Linked DNA regions of Sus scrofa: region 2 is linked to region 1. The links are chromatin contacts, called in public HiChIP or PLAC-seq maps. All regions are on one chromosome and are shown on one strand. Each heading gives the region's core, a stretch centred on a gene start, on an enhancer-like site or on the middle of the called end of the contact. The rest is flanking DNA. Distances are from core to core; before and after follow the strand shown.

Region 1 (3,287 bases), core at 249-2,748:
TGTTTGGGAGCCACAGAAGAGCCAAATGTAAGGCGTGGTCATGGCAACCTGGCCCTTAACTTTCCCAGCCTACCTTGCTGGTGAGCGAGACCACGTGACCAGTTCTGGCCAATGGGACTGAGGTGGGAGGAGCTCCCGGGAAAGCAGACTGGCAGAGTTCCCTTGTCTTTCTTCCTGCTTTGAAAGGATTCTTGATGTTTGAAATTGCAGCAACTACATAAAAGGCCAAGAGAAGCCCAGAAACGTGAGGCCTGACATCCCTGAGCATCAGCCCCCATGCACTTGAAGATATTTTGTGACAAAGAAGCCTGCAAGTCAAGTTTTCTGTTGCTTGTAGCCAGGTTTATTCTTTTTTGGGGGGAGGTGGAGGAGTGCTGTGCCTGCAGCATGTGGAAATTCCCGGACCAGGGATGGAAACCACACCACAGCAGTGACCCAAGCTGCTGTGGTGACAACACCACCAGATCCCTAACCCACTGCACTACCAGACTAACAGCTGTGGCAATTCTTCTGCTTTTACTCTCTTGTGCTGTGAGAGGGATGCCCTAAGGCCCTGGAGGAACTCCCAGTGCTGCAGTATTTCTTCCCTCTTCTGATGCAGACTTTTGTCAGGAGGCTCAAGGGCATCCTGGTCTTTCTCTGACCACCCAGTTTGTCCCACTTTTCCCCTCATCTATTCTGACCTCAGTTTTCCATTTCCTTTGGTTAATTCCTTCCCCCTAAATTACGTTCCTGTCACACATACAAATTCAGTGCCTACTCCCTGCATCCATCATGTGGTACACAAGCAGTGAGCACTCATGCACACACACGCACGCACGCACGCGCGCACACACACACATTGTGTATACCTCTCTCCTGGCCTCTGTCTTTTTTGTCTTCTGGGTAAATGGAGAGCCACAGATCTGAAATGCAGTGTCCTGATTATGTTTCTGCCCAATTCCATCTGCTCTTGCCAGATGGTGTGCTCTTAATCCACATATAATTTTAGAGACAGGAGAGGTGGCCACAGGGACCAGCCACCCTCACTGGCCTGCCTCCAGCCCCCATCCCAGCTATGTCCAACTGGCCTCCCAGAGGGGACATGCCTGGGAGGGTATGAGAGCAGAGCCTCTCCAGGATGGGCAGTGCAGTGCTGACCTTGGAGGCCAGCACACCCAGGCCACCCCGAGGGCTTTTGGGAATGCCTCCCCAGGCCCCAGCCCCACTACAGCAGGCCCAGAGCTGGCTAGAGTGGCTGAGACTTGAGGGAATCAACTATTCGGCCCAGGCTCCCGCAGGCTGAGGCAACACTGCACTCTGGTTGAGGAGGTCCCCACCCACTCCAGCCCTCCACCCTCTCCAGCAGGATCAAGGCGGGGCGGTAGCTCTGTCACTGAAAGGGTGAACTCTAAGGAGCCCCAGGTGGGAACGGGGATGGCTCACTGCAGGGAGCGGGCCCCTCCCTGTGGGAATGCTTTCTCCACAGGAGCTGCCACTCTGCCTTGCTGATCTCATAGGTTACATAACCCAGGCTGCAGGGAGCAGCTGCTTCTGAGTAAGCCTGCCCTGGGGACCAGTGGCTCTGGCTCAGCCACACTGAGGTGCTTCCTGACCCTCAGCAGAAGGTCTGGAAGCTTTCCTGGCTTTTTCTCCTCCTGTCCTGCAAGCCTTTCTCTCCCATCCTGGGGAGCCTTGCTGGGGTAGCAGGGGGATGGTGACAGGAGGCTGTGGGCTTCCCGGCTTTCTTTCCGCTCAGGCCCTCCTGGCTCAGGAGGGCTCAGCCTGTGGTCTGCCAGGTCAGCACCTGCAGGGCATGGCTGAGGGTCAGGAAAGGGGTGAAAGAAAGGACATGCCAACTTTAAAGCTCCTAGGTCTCAGTGCGGTTTCAGACTCCACCAGGGAGGCTCCAGTATGTTTTGGAAAGAGGCCTAGTTCTGGTGTCAGAATCCTGAGTCGACACCTGGTCCTCTGGCCTTGTTGCACCTCTTGGACTCAGTTTCCTTCCAGCTGCAAGTGCCCCTGAACCACAGGGTGGCAGAGGAGGACTGCTGAAATCTCGGTGCTTCTCTTGTGTGCCTCTGCACCGTGGGACCCCGTCCTCTTCTTTGCTCTTGGTGAGCCCTGGAAATACATCCTTGTGGAAGCTTCCACACATGATATCAAATAGAGTAAAACCAGCCTGCAGCCCACATTAAATAGTTTTGGCCATAAACTTTTGGACAAAGTTTTAAGTTGCTTTATACATTATTTGACTATAAATATCTTATTGGGAGTTCCCCTTGTGGTGCAGTGGAAATAAATCAGACTAGGAACCATGAGCTTGTGGATTTGATCCCTGGCCTCGCTCAGTGGGTTAAGGATCTGGCGTTGCCGTGAGCTGTGGTGTAGGTCGCAGACACAGCTCGGATTCCACGTTGCTGTGGCTCTGGCGTAGGCCGGTGGCTACAGCTCCAATTAGACCCCTAGCCTGGGAACCTCCATATGCCATGAGAGAGGCCCTAAAAAGCAAATTAAATAAATAATAAATAAATAAATAAATAAATAGCTGACTGAATTTCGACTGGCTGATTTTTCGGTGACCCTAGATTATACTGGAAATTTTTAGAAAGTGAAAAAACTACAAAGAGCTCTAAATGTAGTGCCATTGTCTTGAATTCTGAATGAATTAATTTGCAAGGCAGTTGGTTCAACTATTAACAATTTGGCGGGAGTGTTTACACCATGGAAATCGCCCAACACTACAAATCAGTGTAATGTTGACTCAGCGCCTCACCCCTCAACTGATTTACCCCCAACCACCAGGAAATTGTCTTAAATCTTCGTGGGTGATTCAAAAGTGTAGCCCCTGACTTGGAAGAAGTTCAAGGCTGCGAGCCCACTGAGATGGGCCCTAAGAGGGACTCTGGCTCAAGGGAAACCCAGACTCACTTCAGTCCCATCAGGAAGGACAATCCCGGCTGGAAAGAGGGGCTGCTCCCTTAAGGAATTGCTCCCCACCTCCAGCCTCAGGCCTTCTTCCTGGTGAGTCCTAATTTAGATCAAAGCCTAGTCAAAAGGCTTTAATTGCAATGTTTTGGTATTTGCACTGTAGTCAGCTAGTTTGTTTTTATTGTTTTACTGCTGCTATTTTATTCATTACCCTTTAGACTACTTACAATGTTTATTTTACTTCTCTTTTTATCTTTCACTGTTAACAGTGAGTAGAGGCGGTGGAGGGCTGGCCCAGCAGGGAGGAACTGAGGGCAGCAGCTGAGCTTCTAGGCCTCTGCTGGGCCTTCCTGCCCCTGCGGCAGGTGGCCTGGGGG
Region 2 (2,880 bases), core at 4-2,503, 200 kb after region 1:
TTCTTCCTCCTCCCCCTCGGGTAAGGACTCTGGACGCCCACCTGGGTGCCCTTCAGTAGCCCAGAGCCACCCTGCCTCTTCGTGGCAGCTTCTGCCCTCCCACTGAGCCCCACTGCTCCCTCCCAGGACTCCCCTCCATCCTCTGCTGGGCCTCCCATTCTGGCCCCTTGGTCCTGAGGCTGCCCTCAGCAGGGCCTCCATTCCTGACCCCTCCCTCCCCTCACCTGGCAACCCTCCTCTGCCTGCTGGTAGCATCTCCTGGGTCACATCTCCTATCTGAGCCCCGCAGTTCTGGCCTGCCTGCTGTGGAGACCTCACCCACTGTTCACCCCACCCTGTTATCTGATCCCCAGGGTGTCTAAGGAATGGGTTGAGGCGGGCTAGAGGTGCCTTTGGGGTAGGGGGTGGGCTTGGAGGACCAGGAAGAGGATCGAGGGCAAGGAAATTCCCTGCACTCCCCACTCCTCTGACTCAGAGCCAGGCAGGGATGGGGGACACTGAGCCCTTTCTACCTGGACTTGAGGTTTGGGGTTTGGGGTTCTGGGACCTTTGGTTAAAGCTTGTGCTTCAAGGGGTTCGATGAGAGGAAGCACCCCTGGGTCTGAGTCAGAGTGATGGAGCAGGCCCTGGAGCTGACTGGTAAGCAGCATGGCCTGCACCCGCCGTGGCCCCAGCACCTCCTCCCTAGGCCAGGGCTCCCCTCACCTCTGGGCCCAGGATCTGTAAATAAGGATGACAGACCAAGAAGTTGGGAGGGGGAGCTAAGGGGGAGTTAGTGGTGGTGGCCAAAAACAGCTTCTAGAAGGAGAGACGCCTGGAGGACAGGGAGGAGGTGCAGTCTGTGGTTTGGAGCTGAGGGGCCAGGGAAAGGACTGCAGGCAGGGCAGGCTGGGAGCTTTCTGGAAGTAGGAAGATTAGGGTGAGGGCTCTTTGGGGGGCACATGGCAGGACCTTCAGCTAGAGCCTGAGCCTCTAACCACTCCCACCTCCCTGAGCCAGAGGGCCTTGGACCTGAGGCCCCAGGCCCTTCCATTCCCCCTTCCTTTACTCTCAGTGGGGGTCTGTGTGCAGGGTGTGGCTCAGAGGCTTCATGTGTTTCTGGGGCATGTGTCCCCAGCTGGTGGCCTGGGTCACCGCTGGAGCAAGGCGAGGAACAGGGGCATCAGGGAAGCCACTCCTCCTGGCAGGCCACTGTGGGCAGGCCCTGCCCTGCTCTGCGTCACAGGCAGGGGTTGGCCCAGCTGCTGGCTCCACGGCTGCCACCTGCCAGTGTGGGCTCACTGGGCTCCTCCTCCAGGGCCACCAACTTGGACCACAGTGCCTGCCCTTGGTGCCTGGAGCGGCTCAGGAGGTGGAAGGTGAGGGGCAGGAGGCACGACAGCCGCTGGGGCTTTGGGAGTGGGCCTCCGTGTTGGTGGTACCAGAGCTCCAACTGCCGCCTTGCTTCCTCAGTGCTTGAAGTGTGTTTGTTTGTCCTGCTCCGTCTCCATGTCTCCGGGTGATGGGCTGTCTGTTCGTGGGTGTTCCTTTGGGTCTGGGTTCGTATGTGTGGGTCTCAGGCTGGTTCTGTTTTCCTTTAGCTTGGTTCTTGGCTCTCTTATATCTGTGCTCTTTTTGTGATTCTTTCTTGTGGAAGCTCTTAGTCCAAGAGAGCCCCCTTCTTCAGACTCAGTGCTTCTTGCAGTACCAGGCAGTGGACAGAGAGAGGACACTAGATATTCTGTGAGCCAAGCTTGCGAGGCTCTGTCTAGGCTGTGAGACCAGTGATGACTGACCTTTTTCCAGGAGGCTCTTATTTGGAGGCTGGGATGGCTGACAGCACTTTGATATTCTGTTTTCACAAACTGGTTAAGGAGGACAGGAGTTTTGAAATCCATGTGCATGCAGGTCCTTGGCCGGGCCTGATCCCTGGAGCCTCTGCTTCCTGTGGTAGGTGGGGGAGGGGGAAACAAAGGGTGTGTGTTTTTCCTCAAGGCCAGAGGCTCCCAGGAACACCCAGAGAGAAGTGCGTGGGGTGGTATTTTGAGCAGTATGTTTCATCCACCTTTGTCAGCCATTTGTGGACAACCTTGGCCAGGACTTGGGAGTGGGGGTGCTGAGGTTTCCAGGGACTAGTCCCCAGTAGTGCTGGGGCAGCCATAGGTGATTTTTAACCCAGGTCCTGGTTTCCCAGGAGGTGCTTCACATCTTGCCTGTCCCAGGATGCTGACAGGCACCTGCAGGAGAAGCCTGTTTTTGATCAGGGACTGTGCTCTCCTGTTGCCATGGAGACTCTGGGCTGTTCTTGGAGGGGGAAGGGAGATAGGGCCAGAGCAGGCTGGGAAAAGGGCTGGCCTGGTCCTCTCTGGGCTGCAGGTACCTCTACCCCCTGAGCCTTGGAAGGAGACCGGTGGACAGCATGATACACGTAGCACTGGCCATCTTGGGGTTATGTTTGACCCTTGCTGGGAGGATGCTGCTTCCATGCCTGGGATGTTGTTTCCAAGGAGGTCTTTCTTTCTGATACATACACTGTACTCCCAGCTCCCCCTCCTCTAGTAGCAAAGCATTTTTTATGACTTGGTGTCAGGACTCCCAGCAGTGATAAAGGGAATCCTTTCTTCTAGACCTGGCTCTTGCTTTGGTCACCTATAACAAAGGGAGGTGGGCTTGGCTCTGATCCTGATCCCAGAAGGGGGTCCAAAGGAGGCTTGTGAGTGAGGGCCTTGGCTGTGTTGGGGGAGGGGAAGGAGTGGAAGGAGTGACCTCCTGCCCATCTGGCCTTGCTTGGAATCCACTGGGAGGGCACCATCACAGTGTAATCCTGGCCTTGGACGTGAGTCTGTTCCACTCTGCTCGGCTTCTCCACCTCAGTTAATGAGCATCTCGGAAGAGGTGTGG

What was found. HiChIP or PLAC-seq counts read pairs in DNA pulled down with a chosen protein or histone mark.
Region 2: an H3K27ac HiChIP or PLAC-seq map of skeletal muscle shows a contact between it and region 1. The contact joins two enhancer-like sites. A contact is called at or near these places in 2 of 47 Hi-C or Micro-C datasets (liver and skeletal muscle) and 2 of 2 datasets of contacts at active chromatin or transcription factors (alveolar macrophages and skeletal muscle).

What each region holds. Positions count from the first base shown.
Region 1 is chr13:133,916,768-133,920,054 of Sscrofa11.1, forward strand. No RefSeq gene overlaps it. Among named protein-coding and RNA genes, the nearest start is that of ZDHHC19, 45 kb to the left of the region's middle. Within about 2 kb of position 1,499, at least 29 of the 83 cell types and tissues checked have an H3K27ac peak or open chromatin away from gene starts, as enhancers often do. A contact at or near this core is called in skeletal muscle, where this site is marked.
Region 2 is chr13:134,113,493-134,116,372 of Sscrofa11.1, forward strand. The region is part of intron 9 of TNK2 (activated CDC42 kinase 1); the gene reads left to right. Among named protein-coding and RNA genes, the nearest start is that of TNK2, 33 kb to the left of the region's middle. Within about 2 kb of position 1,254, at least 17 of the 83 cell types and tissues checked have an H3K27ac peak or open chromatin away from gene starts, as enhancers often do. A contact at or near this core is called in skeletal muscle, where this site is marked.